Regions from separate parts of the Aedes albopictus genome. Here region 1 is linked to region 2. Evidence: chromatin contacts called from public Hi-C data. All regions are on one chromosome and are shown on one strand. The core of a region is the stretch at or near the end of the contact, and the rest is flanking DNA. Distances in the headings are between cores, read along the strand shown.

What was found. Hi-C and Micro-C count contacts between places; a contact is called where the count stands out from the background.
Region 1: a contact with region 2 is called in a Hi-C map of whole body, with 4 times the contacts expected there. The contact joins the promoter of LOC115269552 here to the promoter of LOC134284094 in region 2. A contact is called at or near these places in 3 of 3 Hi-C or Micro-C datasets (embryo, whole body and whole pupa).

Annotation. Positions count from the first base shown.
Region 1 is chr3:83,701,577-83,708,536 of AalbF5, forward strand. It overlaps LOC115269552 (polyubiquitin-C), which reads left to right and starts at 4,091. Exons shown (of 3, transcript XM_062859455.1): 1 at 4,091-4,205; 2 at 4,941-6,960. The coding sequence starts at 4,952.
Region 2 is chr3:83,534,976-83,541,228 of AalbF5, forward strand. LOC134284094 (DNA repair protein complementing XP-C cells homolog) reads right to left here and starts at 1,336. Exons shown (of 5, transcript XM_062842379.1): 1 at 713-1,336; 2 at 1-655. The coding sequence starts at 1,029.

The DNA.
Region 1 (6,960 bases), core at 2,841-5,340, 170 kb after region 2:
ATTCCATTTTCCTGGACCTCATCAACTGCTCCACAACCACGATCTATTGGAACCTTTCCGAATAGCTTCGATCAATTCAGCGTAGACCACTGGAGTAATATCGTCAGCGAAGCCGACGATGACCACGTCCACTGGGAACTTCAACCTCAACACCTTACATGACATTCCATTACACCGGACCCAGAATGGAACTTTGCCGAACTCCTGAGGTTATGTGAAAGCACTTCCGACCTACCTTTGTGTCGTATACTAGGTAGTACTCGATTCTGGAAATAACGTCCGAGAAGCTTATACAAGTAATCGGGGGTTTAGAAGGCTCCGTGTCCCTTTTTGGCTGATTCAGATTTGGTCGATTTGGTTTTCAGTATGTATGTCTATCGCGAGAAACCTACGTGACTTTATGCACTGGTCGATGGGGAAAGAGCGAACCTAGTCGTTGTTACCACAAAACTCTGCACAAAAACTCACCGTTTTCGTTCGTTTCTCCAAAACTACGACGTCCCATGACAAGTACATAGCCCCTGTTGTCGGAGTCAATCTAAGCTAGTTCATCCTAGGTCAATATCATCTGTTAAAATTTTGCCAGATTTTCATTTTTCAAAGTTTCGTGGGAGTTTTAGAATGGTATCGGAAGGGTTTCATGGGGCTTCCAAGGGGGTTTCAGAGAAGTTTCGAGACGTATCAAGGCGTTTAGTAATATCTTCTGGGAGTCTCAAAGAGTGTAAGGTGCTTTCAATGGATTTTCAGGGAATTTTAAGGCGTTACAGGGAGGAAGGGAGATTCCGAGTGATTTCCGAGAGTTAGAGGGGGAGTTAGGAGGCTTTCAAATGAGTTTCAGAGGGATTTCGAAACGTTTCAGGGGGTTTAGGAGGTTTTCAGAGGGGCTTGCTGGAGTTTCGGCGAATTTTAAGGGACTCACAAGAAAACTATTGGGAGTATGCAATGGGTTTGTAGGCGTTTCAGGGGGTTTTGAAGTGGTTTCAGGGGGTTGCAAAATGCTTTCAAGGAGGTTTCATGGATGATTTAGGTTGGTTTCAAGGCGTTTTAGAGATTTTTAGGGAGTTTGAGGCGCTTCGGAGCGGTTTCTGATGGCTTCAGGAGGATTTTAAGAGAGCATCAGGGAGTTTCAGAAGGATTTCGAAGCGTTTCAGAGGATTGCAGAAAGGCATTGGAGCCTACGTTATTTAAGCCTTAGGGGCTGTCCATGAACTACGTGCTCATTTTTCCTGTATTTTCTACACACGCTCTCGCGTGGTCTTTGGTTCATACAACAAGAAATTAAATTTGTACATGGTCTTAGCCCGCATCGAGATTGAAATTTAAGTGTAAAAATTTACTTTTTCGCATGTTTTCCATAAGAGCCTTATTTTTTCCTGAACTTATAGCATGGGTCACGTAGTCCAAGGTAGTCTTGGATGTGTCGAAAACCTTGTCGAAGACAGTAAAGTGATCCGACCCTTGTGACAAAAGATATAAAGAACCAATATGGTTATCAATCTGCTCCCAAATGTTTCAACGGCTATCATAAAACCATGAGGATAGAGAAAGAAGTTTGATAAGAATTTTGCAGACATCTCACTAAAAGTCATCTCTCCCTTGGCTCCATATTCAATCATTTGAGAATTCTTCATGAAAAGTCCAAGAAATCCCTTCAAAAATGTATCCTATTTTTAATGGTTATCAATGAGATTCATATCAATTTCTGCAGGAATTTGAGAACATGTTTCAAAATAATTCTTGCAGATATTCATCCAAATTTAGTTCTTTTTAATTATGAAGGAATGTATGGCGATGGCACAAATGTCCCAAATGGAGGATAACGTGCCTGTGGAGCCGGCCTTCTGATACCTGATATATCAATTATTAGGTCAACATATGTTCTATTGCATATTTCATTGGAAGTTCGTTCCTAACGAAATCGAGAGTGGTAAACCTCCTGGTATGTCCCCATCGTACCAATCTGTCCAACAAGGCTGCACGAGACCAAATTGGCGTCGATTGCTTCTTGTTTGTCTACTACCTAGTGTCGCCGATTGTTTTTAGACAAAGCCAAACAAACATTGACCGCCAATCAACGGTTGCGCTTTACGTAATGTAATCCGCTTTTAGACTTTTGAATCTCGCGCCAACTGGTGTTGTCGAAGCCGTCGTCGTCGTTGGCCATCGTACCTGCCGGGTTCATCCGGACAGTTGTACTAGGAGTGAATGATCGGGATTCATCGTATGGCGGGAATCGTTGATTTCAGTAGCGATTCGCCGAGTTTGACAACGGAAATTAAAAGTTTCGAACGAATTGAACCGGAGCCAATTGTTGAGGGATGAATTTCTTTCGAGCGATCGCCGATCACGAAGATTAAGGGATGCGTACTATAAAAGCACTATACCGGGGGGTTTGAATGGCAATCCAAGTTTTCTAACCAGATCAACAGTGATAAGAACTAAGTAGCTCCTCTTGGGTAGCTAGTAGTTCTTGAGGAAAAGTTTAAAAAGTTTAGAACCTTTTTCTAGTTCTCTCGTTCTCACAGTAACAGGTAAGAATTCATTCGAGGGGGTGGAACAGTGTTGGTGAAACTGTTGATAGTGCAATTCACAAAGACTGGTGAATTGGAAACCATCGTAGTCTGGGTTCACCTATACTTAGGAAATTATCATCTGGCATCGAAACGGATTTGTTTGTTCAAAACAAACTATCAATAATAACTCAGGATGGAACAAAATATGCAAACAAGGAAGAAACAAGTCCATTAATAGCCTTATCGATTACGGTGCCAAGTCCTGTTGGCACTCGGGATCGACTAAATGACATAACTATTGAACAACATGCCAAGTTTCATAATCATGAATCACCTGAGCTGGTCGTAATGGTCGACTGATGGATGCCACACGATGGTGACCTTTTTATTTCAGGAATCAGTATGCAGATCTTCGTGAAGACTTTGACCGGAAAGACCATTACCCTGGATGTCGAAGCTGTTGACACCATCCAGAACATCAAGGGCAAAATCGAGGATAAGGAAGGTATCCCACCAGACCAGCAGCGCCTGATCTTCGCTGGCAAGCAGCTGGAAGATGGCCGTGCCCTGTCCGACTACAATGTCCAGAAGGGATCTACCCTGCACTTGGTGCTACGCCTCCGAGGTGGTATGCAGATCTTCGTCAAGATGTTAACTGGCAGGTGCATGGCCATCGATACCGAACCAGAGGACACAGTCGACACACTGAGGGTTAAGATCTCGGAGAAACTGGAAGAAATGCCACCAAACCAGCTACGTCTGATCTTCGCCGGCAAGCAATTGGAGGATGGACGCACCTTGCAGGAATACAGCATCATCAAGGGTTCGACAGTCCATCTGGTTCTGAGGTTAAAGGGCGGTCAATGACGAACTATGCGAAGAACCCCGACTGGAAACTGGAACTACATGGAACTGCCTCCAAGACTTGTACGCGAAGCAAAGTGAATCTTTGCGAAGAAACTACCAAATGAAACAATTTATAATTTAGGAAATTAGCTAGCTAAACTCTGTGCATACATTAAATAAAATCGAACCACTCGAAGTGATATCTTTACATGTAGCTCGCCTGTGCATTGAATCCAATTATAGTTTGCCTTGGCACCAGCTGAGCCAGACAAGAAAGAAAGTGCTTCCCTGAAGTATATTGATTTTAGAAGGCCTGACGTCAGCAGATGGCTGCACTAATACAACAAGTGATGCAATTAGAATGATTCAAATGAAATTCCCAAATTACTGGTTTTCTTATAGAATTCAGTTATCATATTACATTGAAAGTCTAAATTTGTTACCTAAACTATTGGTAAATTCAGCAAACTCTTTCTCATCTTTCATGAAAGGCATTCGCATATCTTCCGACAGCATATATGCGACGGTAGGTACATTGACGTCTTTGCCAAAAGTTAAACCACATCGTTCAAGGTAGAAAAATACAGAATGAACCAACAAATACAAGCACCATTCAGTTCGACAAACAGAAGAGGGTAGTGAATCGATACGGTCAACCGCATAGATATACCTAGATGTGTATTGCTACAATTTTCTAGAAACACAACTACCACGGCAGTAGTTGGCTATAAAGTCTCCATGCAAAAGCGAACCCAGCTCAATCGAATACGTTTCCTAGTGGAGTGAACACACCAAAACGGTCCAAGTAGGCAGTGCACCAGTGCAAGTGAAGTGAAAAAGACAAGAGTAATCCAATTAGCCAAGCGGAGAAAATTCCAGAGTGAACGAACATTTGAAAAAAGGACTTTGCTCGAAGCGAGTTTAAATTTGTGAAAGTGCATTTCGGTGAAGGAATCTTCTTGAAAAGGTAAGGGGGTGATTGGATCGATTAGAATAGATGTGAATAAGTGAAAACTAGTTTGTGGGTGATTTCTTTGTCTTTGAATGAGCAAATATATTTTTCAAGATGGCGACTGTAATTGATGAAAAATTTGCAGCGAAGTTTCATCATCATTGATAAAACCAAGATGTGATTCACAACGATAATAATATTTTATTGAATCATCGACGTTAGTCGAAAGAATAATCTGGAATATAAGAAGCCCTCCATTATTAATTTGAACGCTTAAGTGATGGGTTCTTATAACTTATTAAGGTAATACTGACGTTCATAACGAAGGGCCTTGAGGGTATATTTAAAACTTAGATACGCAATTTCCCAAGTCTCAACTACGTAGTTAAAAGTGAAAAACAACCTGATTTTCCAATTAAAAGTAGGGCGTTGTTGTGACGTCATCACCTGCACGTAGATTTTTCACATCGTCTGCGACTGCGAATGCGAACGCAAGACAAAGCAAAATAAAATCGAAACCTGTCTTGTCGTGCTCAAACCACAAAGCAATGAATCAACATAAAGTGAGTTTGTATTTCGCAATCATTACTAACGTACTTGTTTCCTTGTTTCTATTTCTGGTTCAACAGAGATTTCAACCATGCAGATTTTCGTCAAAACCCTAACCGGTAAGACCATCACCTTGGAGGTCGAACCCTCGGATACCATCGAGAATGTGAAGGCCAAGATCCAGGATAAGGAGGGCATCCCTCCGGATCAGCAGCGTTTGATCTTTGCCGGCAAGCAGCTGGAGGATGGACGTACCCTGTCGGACTACAACATCCAGAAGGAGAGTACCCTCCATTTGGTTCTGCGTCTGCGTGGTGGTATGCAGATCTTCGTCAAGACCTTGACTGGAAAGACCATCACTTTGGAGGTTGAGCCCTCGGATACCATTGAAAACGTCAAGGCCAAGATTCAGGATAAGGAAGGTATCCCTCCAGATCAGCAGCGTTTGATCTTCGCTGGCAAGCAGCTGGAGGATGGACGTACCCTGTCGGACTATAACATCCAGAAGGAGAGCACTCTTCATCTGGTCCTTCGTCTGCGTGGAGGTATGCAGATTTTCGTCAAGACTCTTACTGGCAAGACCATCACCTTGGAGGTCGAACCCTCGGATACCATTGAAAACGTCAAGGCCAAGATCCAGGATAAGGAAGGTATCCCTCCAGACCAGCAGCGTTTGATCTTCGCCGGTAAGCAGCTGGAAGATGGCCGCACCCTGTCAGACTACAATATCCAGAAGGAGAGCACTCTTCATCTGGTCCTGCGTCTCCGTGGAGGTATGCAAATCTTCGTCAAGACCCTGACTGGAAAGACCATCACTTTGGAGGTCGAACCCTCGGATACCATTGAAAACGTCAAGGCCAAGATCCAGGATAAGGAAGGTATCCCTCCAGACCAGCAGCGTTTGATCTTCGCCGGTAAGCAGCTGGAAGATGGCCGCACCCTGTCGGACTACAATATCCAGAAGGAGAGCACTCTTCATCTGGTCCTGCGTCTCCGTGGAGGAATGCAGATTTTCGTCAAGACCCTTACTGGCAAGACTATCACCTTGGAGGTCGAACCCTCGGATACCATCGAAAACGTGAAGGCTAAGATCCAGGATAAGGAAGGCATCCCTCCAGATCAGCAGCGTTTGATCTTCGCTGGCAAGCAGTTGGAAGATGGCCGCACCCTGTCGGACTACAACATCCAGAAGGAGAGCACTCTTCATCTGGTCCTTCGTCTGCGTGGAGGTATGCAGATCTTCGTCAAAACCCTGACTGGTAAGACCATCACCTTGGAGGTTGAGCCCTCGGATACTATTGAAAACGTAAAGGCTAAGATCCAGGATAAGGAAGGTATCCCTCCAGATCAGCAGCGTTTGATCTTCGCCGGCAAGCAGCTTGAAGATGGCCGCACCTTGTCGGACTACAACATTCAGAAGGAGAGCACTCTTCATCTGGTCCTTCGTCTGCGTGGAGGTATGCAGATTTTCGTCAAGACTCTTACTGGCAAGACCATCACCTTGGAGGTCGAGCCCTCTGATACCATTGAAAACGTGAAGACCAAGATTCAGGATAAGGAAGGAATCCCTCCAGATCAGCAGCGTTTGATCTTCGCCGGCAAGCAGTTGGAAGATGGTCGCACCCTGTCGGACTACAACATCCAGAAGGAGAGCACCCTTCATCTGGTTCTGCGTCTGCGTGGAGGAATGCAAATCTTCGTCAAAACCCTGACTGGTAAGACCATCACCTTGGAGGTCGAGCCCTCGGATACCATCGAAAACGTGAAGGCTAAGATTCAGGATAAGGAAGGTATCCCTCCAGATCAGCAACGTTTGATCTTCGCTGGCAAGCAGTTGGAAGATGGTCGCACCCTATCGGACTACAATATTCAGAAAGAGAGCACTCTTCATCTGGTCCTCCGTCTGCGTGGAGGTATGCAGATCTTCGTTAAGACCCTGACCGGAAAGACCATCACCTTGGAAGTCGAGCCCTCGGATACTATTGAAAACGTCAAGGCTAAGATCCAGGATAAGGAAGGTATCCCTCCAGATCAACAGCGTTTGATCTTCGCTGGCAAGCAGTTGGAAGATGGCCGCACACTCTCTGACTACAACATCCA
Region 2 (6,253 bases), core at 86-2,585:
GCCAGCCTCCGCCTCACCCAGAGCCAATAAATTTGAAACGTCTTCTCCAGCCGCATTCTCAGAATCTGCCTGACTCTCCTTCGCTTGATACTCCTTCAGCATCTTCTTCGCCTCCTCTATCTTCTTGTTGAACTCTCCCAAATTGTTAAAATTCAAAAACTCGCCTGACGACTCGTTTATCTTGTTGATCAACTGTTGTGCGGCCACTTTCTGAATGGACGCCGGTATCGATTCCTCTGCTTGCTCGTCATCCTCCGAACTGTCCGACAACCGCATCCTTGCATTGCAATCGAACTGCGGAGCAGCTTCTTCCGAATGGCGCTGCTTTGTCGTGTCAACCTTATCGAAAAATTTGGAAGACAAATCCAACTCCTCCGGTTTCATCAAGTGATCGTCACCGCTACTGTCTGAGTCATCTTCGCCCTTTGCTTTCTTGGTCACCTTGGCGGGTTCTCGCTTTGAACAGTGGGAGAAGTCTCTCTTCTTCTGGAACTGACACTGCTTCAGGATATCCGACAGACTGGAGTTCAAAGAGGGTAATTCTGGGTCCACCTCCCTAAGCAAGTTCTTCTTGGTACGCTTGTACAGTTCGTCTCTCGTTGCTGGCGAAAGCCGTTTCTTCTTGGGCCATGGGTTGTTCGACGGCTTCGACGTCCTAAAACTCAAGCAGATCAATGAACAATCTCAAAATATTATTCTCCCACTAATTTACCTTTTCTTAGCTCCGCTCTTTCCTGTAGCTACCACACTCTCGTCACTTCCTGAACCTCCCTCCTCATTCTCCGACACCCCTTCCGATTCCTCGTCTTCGTCTTCATCCGATACGGTTCCTTGCCCTTCTGCACTATCGCTCTTGCCTTCCTTATCCTTTCCCGGAAGCCACTCTTCCTCGCTGGCCGAGAAGTCCCCATCATCATCGTCAGGCTCGTCCGAAAACCCATCACTCTCGAAATCATCGTCACTAACCTGCTCCCGCCTTCTAGGGGTCTTTTTGTTGTAAACGGCTGTGCTGCGCCGGGCTCGATTCATTGTTCGAAGTCAACACAAAATAGTCACTCATGTGAAACAATTCCTAACTAAAACACTTATGAAATCAATCTAAATAATGTCACTTAAACAACGCAGAAAAACGTGATTACTTCTACAAGATGCCCTGCGGGCCAGCGAACAGTACGGACAGCATAAACTTCCTTCGAAAGGATACTGTTTATGCTACATGTTGATTCATGAAAGCGATGAAAGCAGAAACGAGTGTTCATCATGCGGTTCATTCAGGTTCACTTGAACGCGCGCAAATTTGGATGAATTAGGAATCGGTCCAAGTGGTCTACGCAACTTGTGCCCAAAAACTACGCACAGGAAAAAATATTCTCATTGATTCTATCTGATTTTAACTGGATTTTATTCGCACTCTCATATTCGCACTTGCTGTCCCGGCAAACGTCGTACTTCTCAGGTCGTACTCGTGTCGTACTGCCAGCCTACTGTTTTTTACCCTTCTTACATCCATAAATATCGCTCGAAAAACCGACTTTTGATCCGAGGCCCGGAGGGCCGAGTCTCATATACCATAATCAACTCAGTTCGACGAACTGTCCCTGAAGCCTTATTGCATGGTGTATTTAGTCAGAGGCGTCTCGTCGGCGTGTTCAACCGGTTCATTGCACAGGTATTCGATTTGGAAGAAAATAAATAGGAATTGTTTCACCATCCCAGTCTTTGTCATTTAAATTTAACCTAAATGATATGGATTAAATGTTATATTAACACAGAAACTTAAAGACAATGTTTTTACAAGACTTCAATACATTGCATCTCCGTTAGAACAAAAAATCTGGGGCGTACCACCCATCCCACCACTATAAGACAGTCGCCCAACTATACCCACCGTGTAACGGCTGAGAATCAAAACAAGCACACCGCACCGTAGTTCAACTTTTTCTGTTGAACAAGCTCCCATATATGAACGCCCCAACACACTGCAATAGGTCGGATGTTCGTATACGGCTGGAGGTGTAAATGTGTGAGATCAACCCGTTCTACAGGAGAATTTGAACAACGTTTGCTATCACATGCTGGGAGTCTCTCGTGCGCGTTTTTGTTTGACGCTAAAAATGATTCGCATAGGATTGAGCTTAAACTCATTCAAATCGCACATGACAATGCTTCCGCAGAAAACGGATTTCAGTAGAAAATAGTTCAATTACGTGAATGTCGTCATGTTCTTATTGCGGAGATTCCACCTGTTTAGACTCCTGCGCGAAAATTAGTTGCGTACACAGCAAAAAATAAATGCAACCCGCCCGATGTAACTCATTCCGATGTACATAATAATCAATGTAATCACGATTCCTATGTACGATTACATCGTTTTGATGTAAAATCTTTTGTTCTTATGTCTACATCGTCCTGTGTAATATTCATGCAACCGACGGAATGATCGGGTTGCAGCAGTTCAGATGTAATATTACACAACAGTTTTTTCTGTGTAGATTTTTCTTGCGTGGGCTCACAGGTATTAAACAGACAGCATCCTGGTGAATATTTTACGCTACGTTGTTAAGCACACATTTGTTGATAGTTTTGCATTGTAAATAAACATTTATAATGCATGTACGCTAAAAATGAGCCTAATCATTTATTTGCGTCGGAATCTATAAATCTTCGCAACGGGCAATATCCCAAAATCAAAAAGCGCTCTATGATTACAACTAAATTCTAACAGAACCATTTTTGCTAAACCAACATACCGCTGTGTGAGCCACTCTCACCGTGTTGCGCCAAAAAGCGCGGTTAACTTGCATGCAGCTTGGCTTCGGTGTCTCTCATCGTGTTCAACCCACCGGCTTGAACGAGAGAGAAAAAACGAAGAAAAAAGAGACTTTCTCACCGTCATCATTGCATGCTTTCAATGCGCGTGGCTTGCGCACCACCCAACCATGCGTACCTACTTGCTACTGAAGCTGAATGTGCTTTCATTTGGCGGTTATTGCGTACATTATTCAGTGTCAAAATGCAATTCTTATTAAACTTTTCCTAGCCGGGCTGGTTTGTGTTGATCAACATAGGGTATGTGTGCCATCAGTAATCTCACGCTCCCATATTCATCCTACAACTTATTTTAATCGGCTTTAACATTGAACCAAATTAACCCAGATGATCGTAAGGATTAGATTGATTAAGGTCCATTTCAGAATCTTTCTTACTATCTGGAAAAGTAGTTTTATTACATGTTTCGTTAATCATGTCAGACGGACATTCAAGCACCACAACATGGTGGCCATGTGAAGGATTTGTTGTTTGACGAAAGTTTTCTTCCAGTAGTGGAATGGGAAATAAACCCAAACTCCAAGTATGTACCATGTTAAACTTAAACGACTGACGTCTGTAATCAAACGGCCACGAATTCGTTTTGGCTCCAACAAATCTACGATTATTCAGAAGAAAAGTGCACCACTTTCAGTTTTGGAATGCATATAATATGTAATTCTCATCTCTCATACCTGTTCTTTAACATAAATGTACCAAATTCCAATTTTGAATTTATCCTCAATGTTGAACAGGTCCCCTATTAGACCACGCGTCGCCTCTGTATTTAGTTAGAGCAATCATTACTTTACATGCAAACTTAAGGTTGATTTAAAGTGGAAATGGGCAATTATAGAATCAAATTAAGATCTCGATTAAGATTATACTGGTACACTGAAATAAATTTTGTTGTGGAAACTACCGAGTCCATAGTAAAATTACTAACCGTACCTATGATTCTCAACCGACAACAAAATCTGTTAAGGTAACTGAAATATGCTTGAAATTACAATGCATTGTAGTAAATTCAACTAAAAGCATAGTCGTCTCAACAACAAAACATTGTTAATTTTTCCAGGACACGCATTTTACAACACAGTATGGTTAAAAATACAATGCTCATTTGTTAAATTAAGATTATTTTTGGTAATGTTAACTGCACTGCTAGTTAAGTTGACAGTGTTTTAGTGGAATTAACTGGAAATTGTTGTCGGTTGAGAATCATAGGTACGGTTAGTAATTTTACTATGGAATCGGTAGTTTCCACAACAAAATTTATTTCAGTGTATAATCTTAATTCGGTCCAGGCCCCTGGCATCAATGAAATTCATCGTAGCCAACATCTAACTGCCTTATACTCATATTCGTGCAAATTGAAACGAGCGTGTAATCAACAAACGCAGCTTTTGTTTGATGTTGTGAGCCACACACGAAATCACATTCACAATGCGTGTTTGTTGGGTTGCTTTATTCAACTAATCGCATGCTCCTCTTACCGTACATTAATATTAATGCGAGCTTGAAGTGTTTTGTGATCATAAGAGGTGGAAAAAATGATTCCAAAAACTGATCAACAAACCAAAATAAACGTTAAACAAAATATTGTTGATGTTTTCGCATTTGACAGTGGGCGCTATTTATTAGCGCCCAGGACATCCTGTCTACCATGATTCCAATGCATTGATATAGGCCGTGTCAGGGGCCTGATTCGGTCGCATAATTCGGCACCAACATTTCAAAAGGGCGTAACTGCTTTTTGAAACAAACCACCCAAGTAACCACGGTGCTGAAGCCTTATTGCATGCAGATATACGGTGTATTTAGTGCAATCATTACTTTACATGCAAACTTAAGGTTGATTTAAAGTGGAAGTGGGCAATTATAGAATCAAATTAAGATTATACTGGTATAATCTTGGAGCAGTCGCATAATTGCCCATTTCCACTTTAAATAAACTTTAAGTTTGCATGTAAAGTAATGTTTGCTCTAAGTACACCGTATATATCAGCATGCAATAAGGCTTCAGCATCGTGGTTACTTGGGCACTCTTTCACATCTGTGGGTCATATTTTAAGTTTCCCACGACATTCACAAACATTACTAGACAGAGAAATTGCTCTTCTTTCCTATACTGGCGGTGATTTGCATGGCGGCATTGAAATACGATCCACAGATGTGAAAGAGGGGTTTGTTTCAAAATGCAGTTACGCCCTTTTGAAATGTTGGTGCCGAATTGCCATTCCCACTTTAATTGACTTTAAATCAACCTTATGTGTTCATGTAAAGTAAAGCCTGGAACACATAGCGTCCGTTCCGTCAAGGTTTGCGTTTTTTTGACAGTTTTCCCATGGGAAATGTGTCAAACTACTGTCACGCACACGTAAACGTATGCATTGTGTGGGGCACTTAATGATTGCTCTAAATACACCGTATATTGCAGACTACATTCCAAATTGGACTATCACACTTTTTTGGGTACGCCTGAAAAGTGTGATAAAAGTGCACATTTGCCTCGGATCGTCTCGACGTCTTCGGAGCACTTATTCCTCCATTTTCAAGGAATAAGCACAGACAAACAGACATATTACTTAGAAGAAATTTGTTTTAAAAACATCGTTTGGTATCTCACTAGCACCCTCTATAATGCTCAATCCGAAGCATTAATTTGCAGGTGTAGTATCCCTCGGCTCTATGTAACAATTTAGCAGGTGACGACTCCCCCGTAGCGTCATCCAACATGAACGAAGGTTCATGATTGAATCATTTTATGTAAACATTGATCGGCGTCGCGTTAATTTCTCTCCACAATAGTCGAGACAATAGTCTATTTTACGAAACGACAACAGTGTTGATATTGATATTAACACTCACGGGCTTGGGCGCAACCTCCTGTCGAATTTCCATTCATGAAATGAGCGATCAGCTGATCCGAAACGTCTCGTAAAATGGCTCATTGAGAGGTGATGTAGGCACAGCAGCGCCACCATGACACATGCGAGCACAGTCCGAACCTGAGAGTCCGAACCACACTATATTTTCAAAATGACCGTTAAATCGTGCGATAATCGCGATTTGAGTAGTATGTCTGTTTGTGGTAGACGTTCGGTCGGTGCAACGGTTTAACTGCAATGCTTTTTAACTGCAAGTCAGGTAACTGAAACAAATAATAATTTGCAGTTACCGTACACTCAGAAATAAAAGTATACACGGAATTACTATTATTTATGCATTTTGTATCCGCATCTCCCTCACTCTCTTTCTGTTTTCATGCTATTTGGTGCTTCGCCTGGGTTGACAAAACACTTCTCTTCAACCCAGGCTAAACGGCAGATAGCATGAAAACAGAAAGTATAAATAATAGTAATTCCGTGTATACTTTTATTTCTGAGTGTACCGTAATTCTATGTTTTTTTACCCTTCTTACACCCATAAGAAGGGTATAAAT